Linked DNA regions of Mus musculus: region 1 is linked to region 2. Evidence: chromatin contacts called from public Micro-C data. All regions are on one chromosome and are shown on one strand. The core of a region is the stretch at or near the end of the contact, and the rest is flanking DNA. Distances in the headings are between cores, read along the strand shown.

Region 1 (5,645 bases), core at 1,240-3,739, 47 kb after region 2:
GAGAATTCTGTGTAAATACCATTTAGAATAATCTAATAAGTGGCACCTTAAAATGGAATTGTGGAGCTAGGTAACCTACTGGCTAGATCATTGGTGCAGGTGGAGTTCTGGTTGTTAAGGAAATAAAGTGGGAGAGGTACCAATGCACCATCAAGTACTATCTGACATGTAGAGAGAGTTTCTACAGAAGTAGGATTTGTGTGTGTGTGTGTGTGTGTAATTGAAAATAAGTTCTCTAATTCAATACAACTCAATGGCAGTTCCTCTCCCTTCACTCCTTCCAGCTTCCCCGCTCCCCAACCTTCTCTCTCCCAGATCTATCCCTCTCTATTTCCTCTTCAAAATACAGTAGGTCTCCAAGAGATGACAGGCAAACAGGAACAAAGAAGATATAGTAAGATAAGGTAGAAGCCTTTGTGATGAGGCTTAATAAGGCAATTCAATAGGAAGAAATGAGTTCCAAGAGCAGGAGTCAGAGACACAGCTTCTCCCACCATAGAGTCCCACAAAAACACCAAGTTAACAACCGTAATACCCACAGAGGACCTGATACAGACTGACTCGTGCAGGCCCTGTGCTTTCTGCTTCAGTCTCTGTGAGCCCTTTTGAGCCCTGCTTATAAGGAATCATCTGGCCAATAGAGTCAAATTGCTTTTAGTAGCTGCCAGAAATACAAGGGATGGCTAAAAGGTAATTAATCACTATTTAATGAAAAGTGTGGAAGTCAAAGTACTCACTTGAAAAATTCAAAGCAAGCTTTATCTCCTATAACCACAAGGAAGAGTGAGCTATGGATAAAGTACAGGGCTTCATACTGGGGTGGTAGAAAAACAGAACAGGTCCAACGTAGAAAGCTGGGTGGATCCTGAGACCTGCAGTGGTAACTTCTGGATTATTGTCCTCACAAATCTTGAATCATTAGATTTCCTTAAGTTCTCTGGGCCCAAGGGCCAGAAGGCATGGCTCACTCCACACTTCAAATGCTCGTACTTTGAAAGAAAACATCATCTCAGTGACAATCCTTACTCCGGCCCCAGGACATCATCTAAATACTTAGAACCAGTTTACAACACAGCCCAGCCACAAATGTAATATTTCAAATACCAAGTTGTCAGAAGCTTCCAGAAGATGATGCTAAAGTCTGGTGGAGATTGAATTTGTGAAGCTGTAAGTTAGTATATTTTTATTTTATTTTATATTTTGGACAGTGCATGGAATCAAATCTCGGGCCTTGCACATGCGCAATACCATTGGGCAGTAACCCTGGACTACTGTAACTTCTCAAACAATATTTTGGGAAACGGACCAGTGGTCTTAAATATACTTTTCTACTGATTCAGAAATTCTTCCTTTGATTTTGCTCATACATAATTTCTCTGGTAAAAAGATAATAGAGGGTGTCAGGTGACTGCACACAGCAGAACAGAGCAGCCTAGAGAAACAAAATGCAGGGACCCCAGGGATCTACATTGGCCTTTGGAAGGTTCTCAGGCATCAGTGCACTGCATTTGCTTTCACCTTTCCTGGAATGTGGGCTCTATGATCCAGAGTTACTGGTTGTAGTGGAACAGTTATCAAACAAATCTTCTTGGGATAGAGAAAGATGATCGAGCTGGCATAGTCTCATATGTTGACTTTATGCTCATAAATTTTATACACTCTGCAAGAAGAAAGCACAGCTGACTGGAATTACTCATGTCACATTCACTATAACCACGGACAATTTGTAGCACTTTCCCTACTGAAATGTCACAATAATTTCAACAGTGAAAATTCATTGCAGGCAGTTGTGTGTACTAATGATTGTCCTCTTCAAATGCCAGAAGGGAGTATATATTCATGCTTCCATTATGTTCTTTATAGCTAACAACACACACAGACACACACACACACACACACCATTGCTCATATACAACTTAGAACAATTATCTTAATGGACAATACACACACACACATAATATATATATATATATATATATGTCTATATACACATATCCAAGAGATAAAGACCTTCTATGGTTGCATATGACTCCTAATATTTAAGGAAGTGAGTTATATGATGTCAAATATGGTTTTTCAGTTAGTGAGAAAGAGTTGGAACATGCCTTCAACAGAAGAACAAGATCCTTCAACATATTTTTAAAAGTCATTAGCAACTTGCTAATATACACCTATTTTCTATTTGAACCTACTGTGCTGAAGCTTAGAACTTGCTCCATAGACTCAGTTTTCTTTTCTTCTGAGGGATTTAAAGAGGTGATTTCCAGAAATTTGAAGCCACTCTAGCCTTTACAAACAGTTCCCTCCCCTAGAATGATATGTTTGAATACATAGAAGCCCAGTGTACACATTACCGAAGGATTTCTTTAAGGACCTCAGGTTAGATGTAGGTCCTTTGGGTTGCCTAGCACTTGCTTGTGTGTGGCTCAGTCTGCTACTGGAGTCAATGATTCAAGGGTACTCTGCCTTTTAAAATATTTTCAAAATGAGTCACCAAATTTGGAACTTGTCACCAGATAGAGTACAAGGCAAGTGTAAAATTATACTGCGCTGTACTAAACACTGCAAAAGAAAGGAATGGTGGGTAGACTAGCAATTTTGTGGTTTTAAAAATATTTCTTGCTATTCTTGCACACAGAACTATCTTTGAGACACTGCTATTTATGTCTCCTAATTATCCTTTATAAAGGTGATGTATATGTAATACATATATACATATACATGTGTGTATATTCAAGTATATATTCCTATACATATTTGAGACAGGTTCTAATGTATCTCTGGCTGGCTTTGAACTCACAATGCAGCTAAGGATGAATGATACTGCCTGATCCTCCCGTCTCCACCTCCTGAGTACTGAGCTTACAAAATAGTAGCATCCCACCGTGCATCTGTAGTGCTGGGGTTCTAACTCAGGGTTTTGTGCATTGGAAGCAAATATTATAGCAAATGAACACCAGTATAATTTTTTGAGACAGAAATGGCCTCTCAATTTTAGAATAAAACCCACCATTTTCTAAGCATACATTGTTACCAGCATTCCTATGAAAATTAGTTACTTCTAAATCTGAATCTAAAGGTCTTTGACAGCATCCATGACACAGAATCTTAAAAATTCAACCTCTGCTTTGTTCTTTTGTTTTCCAACTTCTTTCTGTAGGGCTGAGCAAGGCTGGAAAATCCAATTCCGGCTCTGATTTCTGTTGCCCTTTTGTTTCTGGTGTGTGTCTGTTTCATGGAGAGAGTATTAGATTCAGGACTTAGTTGTTGCTGCTTAGGGAGTGTGATCATTCTCTTCTATGTCCCTTCAGGAGGCTGTAGGCCCCACTTCAGATCAGCTAGGCTGCTACTTACCCAATGTTATAAGTAGACATGGGGAAAGACAGGCTTTCTAGGCTTCTTCACTGTGTGTGTGTGTGTGTGTGTGTGTGTGTGTGTGTGTGTGAATAAAATTGAATATGTTCCAGAGTTTTACTGTCAGAATTGTCACACAGCCCCACTGGGGTTATTTAGTTCTCTCAGCTTTTGATTTCACGCAGGCCAATTAGAAGGCATTCCAGGAGTCAATTTCTTGTTTTTAAAAGCAGTTAGCTGTTTGTCAGAGTTGATCATATGCAGAGCAAGGACTTCTAAGGCAGCTCCAGCAAATGATTATAGGAAAAAATATCTGGCAACATGTGCTGTGTTGCTGGATTGAATCACTGAAAACTCTGGGTCAAAGGTCTCCCCTTTCTGCCTCACGTTCCCATCTGGCACCTGGGAATATGGCAGAGTATATGGATAGTGTTGTACTAAGTTATACATTTAAATATTTAAAGCCTTGCCAGTTCCTTCACATCCCCTATAAAGGAATGTATGTACAAGTGATGATGCTATGGTTAATAGAACAAATATATATCTAAGAACATTGCCGTGCAAAAGCATGGTGGGAAGGTATAAACCAATAAGCATGTCTAAAACATTAGTACACAGACCAGAAAAAAAATCATACAATATGAATTCAGATTCCTATGCACAAAGAAGAAATCTCACTGAAACAGCCAAATTAGATGCCCGACGAACAGAGAGAATATTGGTGTTTGCACATTTAAAATCTGAGTACTCATTCCTATAGATCCTAAGGAAGCTATTTCTAGCTAATTTTTTTTTTAAATTAAGACAACACACATTTTCTATTTGCTAATGTTTCTAACAAACGACGTGACTCTGATATGGACAGAGGTTCGTTACATTTGAGGCTAGAAACTCAGGCCTTCTGCAGTACAGACTTCTCTGCCGGAGTCATGACATCTTTCAGCTGTGTGTCTTGCATATGCTTTGATTCCATGGTCCCCCCTGCTGCTTTATCTGACCTTTTCATTACCACATTAAACCATCAGTCAATTTCTACTGTTGATTTGGAATATTTTCAGAGTAAGCATATGGATTTTATAGTGAATCTTTATAACACCGTTTTGACTCCTTGGTAACTTTTTCTCAACATAATATTATTTGCACTATATTGAATCATGTATATTTTGTTGGGCCAGGATGAGATTAGAGTGTAATATAGAGAACGTGTTTTAAAGCCATTTATGTAAAAATGAGAATCTGGAAGGATGCCACTACCGTCTAGCTATTGACTGGCAGGATATATAATGTACACGACTGGCACAGAACAGAATTTGAAATGATTTAGTAGAAAGAGTAAAATATCTTTGCTGGAACCCAAGGAGCAAACATCTCACACATCTTCCTAGAATTTGAGCAGAGAGCATTAATATTTATGTCCATTCTTACAAAGTGCATAAACCTTTGTCATATCATTGGATTTGGACTCTCCAAAACCAATGTAAGAGAATGCACGGAACAGATAATTCCTTGCATTTTAAGGATCTAAATCAAGGCAATATAACATCTCACCTGGTGGGTTTTTTTTAATTTGTTTGTTTTTGTTTTTGTATTTTAATCATTGAAAACAACTCTGGATTGTTAACTACCAGGACATCTGTCAGGAACTAGGCAGGTACAGATTTTATTTGGTTCCAGTTTATTCTCACCCCCCCTGAAGCACAAGGCTGCAGCACGAACGCTCTGCCTGAACGCGGATTGATGGCTAGAACAGGACCACCCAACTGTTAGTGTGGTAAGTGGAGCTCAGGCAGAGACCTTCAAAGGAACCCAACTGACAGCTAATTCACCAAACACAACCTCTTTCATAGCAATTTATAATTTATTAAATGACTTCCTACTATTTTCTCTTTTGAGCCTCCCAAAGCCCCTTTTGTCTAAGTTAGGTACATAAAAATATTCCTATTTTATAGGTGGGGGGAGTGAAGACTTGGAGAGAGGAAGAAACCTGCTCAATGTTATAAAGTGTAAGTCAGTGGTCACTGGTGCGTGTGCGCTGTTCTAGGTACTCTAAATCCAGTGCTCAGTCTCTAGAGACCACAAGTAAAATGAAGCAGAAAACGAGTCTACAAACAGTAGAAACTACGTCTTTGCTGGCTTGTGCTTAATATCAAGCTGAAGTGCTCCAGGGCATCTTTAATTTCTGAGCTCATTGGATGCTGAGAATTCTCTTTAATGGCGATTACTGATGTGGCCACTTGTGTTTTTGTTTGAGGGAGTGAAAAATCCTTTACCGTCTGTAGTGGCTATTCCTG
Region 2 (5,968 bases), core at 2,583-5,082:
AGTGTATCCCATCCCTTTGCATAAGCACCATTACTAGCTTCTATGTTGCTCATGCCAACCCAGACATTAGTACTTTGACTTGTTCTTATCTTAGGCGGTGACACTGATTAGTTTTTTTTTTTTTTGGGGGGGGGGGGTTGTTTTATTGACTTCATTTGGTCTGATGCAGTGTCAATGGCTTCCTGGATTGGAGTACACAGAGCTTCCAGATTGTAGACATTCCAGATTCCAGCGAGTCCTTTCAGCTCTTTAAGGAAAGACTGTACAGAGCCCCAGACAGCACATACTGAAGCCACACTGCTGGAGTCGCTGACCAGAGCTTTCTCTCTTGGTTCTGAAATGTGGTTAACTCTCTTTCTCACCCTTTAGTCCTCCTCATTGCTCCAAAAATGGAAGGGATCGGTAAAGCTTTGCTTTAGAACTGGGGGATATAAACGGCAGTTAACTGGAAAATCTTAAAACAATTGTTAAATTACATCCTTAGAATTCGGTAACAACTGGCAAGCAGGCTCTTATCCCCCTTACCCCCCTCCACCCCCCAACTGAATGCCTTCTATAGTGAGAGGTCTTTTTGCACAATGCTGAGGGAAAGATTCTCTGAATTCCAAAAGCATTCACTGTCCCCTTAACTCTTCCGTTCCTCTACTTTTATGCAACAGTTGCAGTTCACTTTGTAAGACCGTTCTCCAGCCTCAAGCTCTGTCTGTACTTTCCTTAAAGCACATAGTGAGATAGGTTTCTCCACAGTTACTTAGAGGAGCAGAGACTGGAAGTCTTAGTCTTCTTTAAGTTGCCATACCAAGGTAGTGACCAAAGAAGAGGAGTCATTGATACCCCTAACTTGAAAACACTTATACAACACTCTCCCCTTTAGGAGAGTTAGGATTCATTTTGTAGATACTACCAGTGGAATAGAAAAAAATATGGTGTTTGGTGTGTATAACATGGCTTTAAAGACTAGAACTGGCAAGTGCCTGTGAGTTTGAAGTGGGCACAGCTGAAATCATTTTGGGTGTCAGAACTATGCTGCTGTCTTCCGTAAGTGGAGGAAGATGCAATGAGTAAGGCAGTAGAGATGACTCTTAGATTAGCAGTGACAGTGCTCTTATTGGCTAGAAAGGAAAATTCAGACAGAAACTCTAAGCAGGTACTTTTTCTCTTCTTCATCCTCCATGGCTCTATGTAAGTAAGGATAGCAAGAGGTCATGTTTGATAACAGATCTAGATTGTTCTAGTCTCTTAATGGATGTCTAGGTGTCTTCTCACCTTCCCACTCAATTCTGGTTGATTTCAAATTCTTTAAAGGTGTCCTTTATCCTTTTCTTTTGAGATAAAAATATACATCTACTTTCCTACTGTGTAGATATTTTACTTATTCAAAATCAGAAATAGAAATCTAAAATGTGTGGGTTTGTTTTTTATAAGTATAGCAGGTCCTCAAAATCTGTAGGGCATCCTTTGGGTGTCTCTGGTCAAGGAGACACCCACTCTTGTTTTCCTTTAGGGAGATAGCAGCAGCCTGCTGCAATAGCATGCGCTGGACATGGCCACACACGGGAAGAGGAGACTCGGGCTGTCCTTTGACATCCTGTGCAGAAGAGGTGATGTTAGGACAACTAAATGACACCTTAACTTTGATTTTTCTAAACTCATAAGAAGAAAAGTACCATTGTGCCTGGTACATACCTTAGGGAAAGACTCCTTTGACTGGTAATGCCCCCTGGGAAGGTTAGATCATGAACAGTCTGAGATGATCTCACCCACTTAGTTAAGGGGGTTGAACCTCATGACACATATACTGTTAAACTGTTCATAGCTGCTCCGTTCAGACAGTCAGGGAGAGCAGAAGCAAACCTTCAGAGAACAATTATAAGTCTCAAATTTAGCTTGAACAGAGTTCTATAATGTAAGCTTTTGGCCCTTAGGGCTGATAACTTTGACAGAGGAGGTTTTTGGAGGAAATTATAATCTTTTCTCACTGATGGGGCTGAGCAGGACTCAAGTATTACCTTAAAGGAGGAATTAACTTGAATGAACCCAACATTTGGGTTGGCCTTGTTTCATACCTGCACCTTCCATGGCTCATTACTCTTGTTAGCTAGAGAGCCAGCAGACTGCACTGTGGATGGAGATAAGGGGATTTGAAGATGCACAGGTCACATATTATATTGGCCAATAGTAATTTTATATCATTTTCTGAAAGGAAACCACATTCTCTGCAGTATTTTTCCACTGGGGGGAAAAACTGCAACGTGGGGGAAATGGTTCATAAGTAACTTGAATAATTTTATGCTAGCCCTTTCATGCTAAACAGTGTTTAATATTTTTACATTTCTTTTGATATATAAAAGATAAAGAGAATTTGGAAAAGCCCAAGCCACTTGTCTAAGTGTGTGATTTATTTCAGTTTTAGACCTACAGTGAAATTTCCCATTTGAAACAGCACACAACCAACAGGCATGAAGATGTGAATGGCTCTCTCCCCTTAAGAACCTTAAGGACTAAAGCGCTGCTTTGGTTTCTTGACTGGCAGCCTGGGCTTGTCTCCTCCAAGAGCAGCTTCTGCAGTTGCCCAGATGGAACATTTGAAGAGGGCTTTTCTCCCACATGAGAGCCTTTCATCCCACAAAACCCACAGAATATGGTAGCAAACTTGATGGCACAAGAGTCTGATTTTTATTTATTTTTCCAAAGTAGCTGTCAGGTTTGCTTCTCCTCACACAGGTGCACAGCACTCTGGAGAAGAAGAACAGATCAACCCCCAACCCACCTACCACAACCACTTCCCCAAACCACCCCTACACACATCCAAGGTCTCTTCCCCACTGCAGAGCTCTGGGGGAGTCAGTCAATAACCAGGCACTCGCTTGAGGAGGGCAGAGGGGACGGTGAGGATGAAAACCTTCCATCTGAAGTCTTTCTGGCTGATCTCGCTATACATCAGTCAGTTGTACACAGAAGAATTGTGCAATCTGACCGGCGTGCTTTCTGAGAAACATATTGAAACACTTCGTGTTTGAGGTGTGTATAGGCATCACAGAGTTCTCATACACTCTCAGTCTCCACACAAGACTCCTTTTAGGCTGTACTGGAAAGGTAGCCCAGCAGTGGCTCATCCTGCCCCAGCTTGTAAACTGGGATTTGTACTTTCCTATCTTCCAGTCACCTGATTACTGTCCCCGGGCAAAGGGCACTCGTTCACATCATTTTTTCCGAGCAGTTAAACCTGGAAAGATACTTCTTAAAGGACTCACAGAAGTTGTCTTGGGGGTTTGGAAAACATCACAAAATCAGCAGCCGACCTTTTGACTGTGCTATTTTTAGAGAAGTAATTGTGCTCCTTTAAAGTGCATTTTTTTTTGACAATGGGACAGATTCCCCTGCCCTTACTGATATGTGAACTATTTACAATTAAAAACACAAGCATAATACCGCAAACAGATACATTTAACCTCAGAAGCAGTCAGACAGACGGGGCACGCGGGGAGGGGGGGCAGTGTGACTTAAAAAGAGAAAAGATTTTTGTAATAGAAATGCTGTTGTTTCTGCCAAAAAGGAATTTTTATTTTACTGTTCAAACAGAAGTTTGTTTTCAAACCAGTTGCTAGTTAAGAAGCTCACTGTTCATTACAGCATCCTTATGAATCAACTCTAAGTAAAAGGCGTTGACCAGCAGGGACTCACTCCAGGCAGCAACCCCCTGCAAGTCAGCAGCCCTGACAAGGGTTATCTTACCTTGAGCACGTCAGATCTGGGAGACAGGGACTCGGGCTCCCACGGAGAGGACCGTGGAAGGGCTCTGATCCTCTGTGCTCTGCGGGTAACTTGCACTTGGCTTTTATGGACAGGTGGGCGGAGCTGTTCCTCACAGTAGGTGGGCAGGGATTGAGCGGGGGCGGCGGGCGGGCTGCCCCCGTGGAGCTGGACACTTGTCTGGGGAGGGGCAGAAAGGGTAGAGCCCGAGTTTTTAGGAGTGGGGAGAGCCAGGGACTTTGGAGGGCGGCGGAGTAAATAGACAGGAGTGGAGACGAATGAGGGAGAGTAGAGAAAGGCAGAGACCACAGAAGGGAAAGGTTGGGGAAGAAATGAATGGGGCTTGGGGACGGGAAGCTAAAGTAAAGGTAGGGGAAGAGAGAGAGATAGGGATTTGATTCTGGAAGATGAAATGGGTACTGGATTATTTTTCGGTTTTGTGTGACATTTTTGGCAGCGAGAGGAACCTGGGCGACTGTCAATAACAAAGGTGTTTTCTCTGTGATCGAAAAGCCAAGTAACCGCCCAAGAGAACTGACGGGTTTGGAAGCGAGGTAGAGGCGAGGAAGATGGGCTTCTGGAAAAGGGTGGAGGACAAGCCCGGTGAGCCCAGACAGTGGTGGGAGGGGATCGTCCCAGGGAGCCCCAGGCGCCCTGCCTCTGGGAGCTGACTGCTGCAGCCTGGCCCACCCCACCTCACTCCTGCCAGCCTCCTTCCACAGACAGTTCTAAGCGTGCAACATCCAGGCAGCTCCAGAGGCTGGAGCAGCTGTGAGGTCCATCTGCGGAGACAGCTCCGCACCAGCTCGTCCCTTCAGCATCAACATCTGCTTATGTAACACAGGATGCTAGGGCTCGCTGTCCTCTGGTTATTTTCGGTATTAAAAAAAAAATCTCTCCTAGCTAGCAACTGAAAAATGTTCGGTGTCATAGCTCTCTCCACTTGTCGTAGGCATAGAGAGGATTTAACCAACAAGTGCGAAGGGTCATGCTGAAGTTATTAAAAAATGTATTCAGAGAAAGAAAAATAAGGTCCTTTCGCTGCTGAGCGGTGACTCACTTCCCAGCCCAAGCTACAGTTTTGCCACCAAAGAAATCAAAGCATTTGAAAGGAGGACTTGAGACTCAGAGATGGGAAATGGGAGTCGGATAGATGCCTTGGAGAAGAGGGAATGACCTTGCTCACCGAGTACACACACACACACACACACACACACACACACACACACACACACACACGATCTTAAGCCATGCTGTGCTGTTTTCTGTCTTGTTTTCTAGCTAGCTCAAGCTGGCAACAGGCTAAGCTAGGCAGTTTAAAAACTCCTGCACTCCTTAGTGTGCCTGGAGAGTGTGCATTGTTCTGAGGACCCGCGCAGGGGCTTGAAAACTGTTCAGTAGTATCCCTCAGCCTCTCCTCCACAGGATGCCAGAGGACCACTAGCCCAGCAGTCTCCTTCTGCTAGGTGTGGAAAAAAAATGGCCTTGGACTTAGCCATAGGATACTGAAGGGCAAAAAACCTCTCCACTAAGAAAGAGCCACTGGCCTAGTAAAGGTCCACAGTATAAAAAAGAATTTTCAAAGAATCTATTAAGAAAATAGTAGTGCGTGCCACTGGGATAATAATAATACCTGCCACCACATGTGCTAAGTTTACACTGGACTTAGTTTTTTACAGACTCACTCCCATCTGTCTGCCTGGAGAGCCCAGAGCCTCAACTGATGGTTCCTTTGTAAGAATTCCAAGCTTAGCTCGAATGGATAGGCTTGGAAGTCAACATGCAAAAACCGATGCGATTCAGAGAGGGAGGATGGTGAAGAGTCATTAGACAAAATGGAAACATTTTAATTTTCATCAAGATACAAATTTGACATCATATGTGTGTGCGTGTATATACATATATATGTGTGTGGGTATATATCTATATCTATCTACCTTCTATCATCTATCTATCTATCTATCTATCTATCTATCTATCTATCTATCTATCTATCTATATCTATCTATCATCTATCTAATGCATATATATAAGTGTGTGTGTGTGTGTGTGTGTGTGTGTGTGTGTGTTTCCCTGGACCTCCTAATCAGCTTTATTCAGGAAAGTCACTGGCTCTAACAAGCCATACCTATTGGTTTACTAGCCAGGAAAATATAAATGCTCAGTAAATGTCACCTGGCCCAATGGAATAAATTGTTCTGATGAGTGTGAACAT

What was found. Hi-C and Micro-C count contacts between places; a contact is called where the count stands out from the background.
Region 1: a Micro-C map of muscle stem cells shows a contact between it and region 2, with 2.2 times the contacts expected there. The contact joins the enhancer-like site here to the promoter of Col8a1 in region 2. A contact is called at or near these places in 1 of 39 promoter capture datasets (epiblast stem cells), 2 of 484 Hi-C or Micro-C datasets (muscle stem cells and stem cell-derived neural stem cells) and 1 of 9 other capture datasets (liver).

The regions. Positions count from the first base shown.
Region 1 is chr16:57,799,597-57,805,241 of GRCm38.p6, forward strand. No RefSeq gene overlaps it. Among named protein-coding and RNA genes, the nearest start is that of Col8a1, 48 kb to the left of the region's middle. Within about 2 kb of position 2,490, at least 11 of the 459 cell types and tissues checked have an H3K27ac peak or open chromatin away from gene starts, as enhancers often do. A contact at or near this core is called in muscle stem cells, where this site is marked.
Region 2 is chr16:57,750,905-57,756,872 of GRCm38.p6, forward strand. It overlaps Col8a1 (collagen, type VIII, alpha 1), which reads right to left and starts at 3,833. Exons shown (of 4, transcript NM_007739.2): 1 at 3,736-3,833.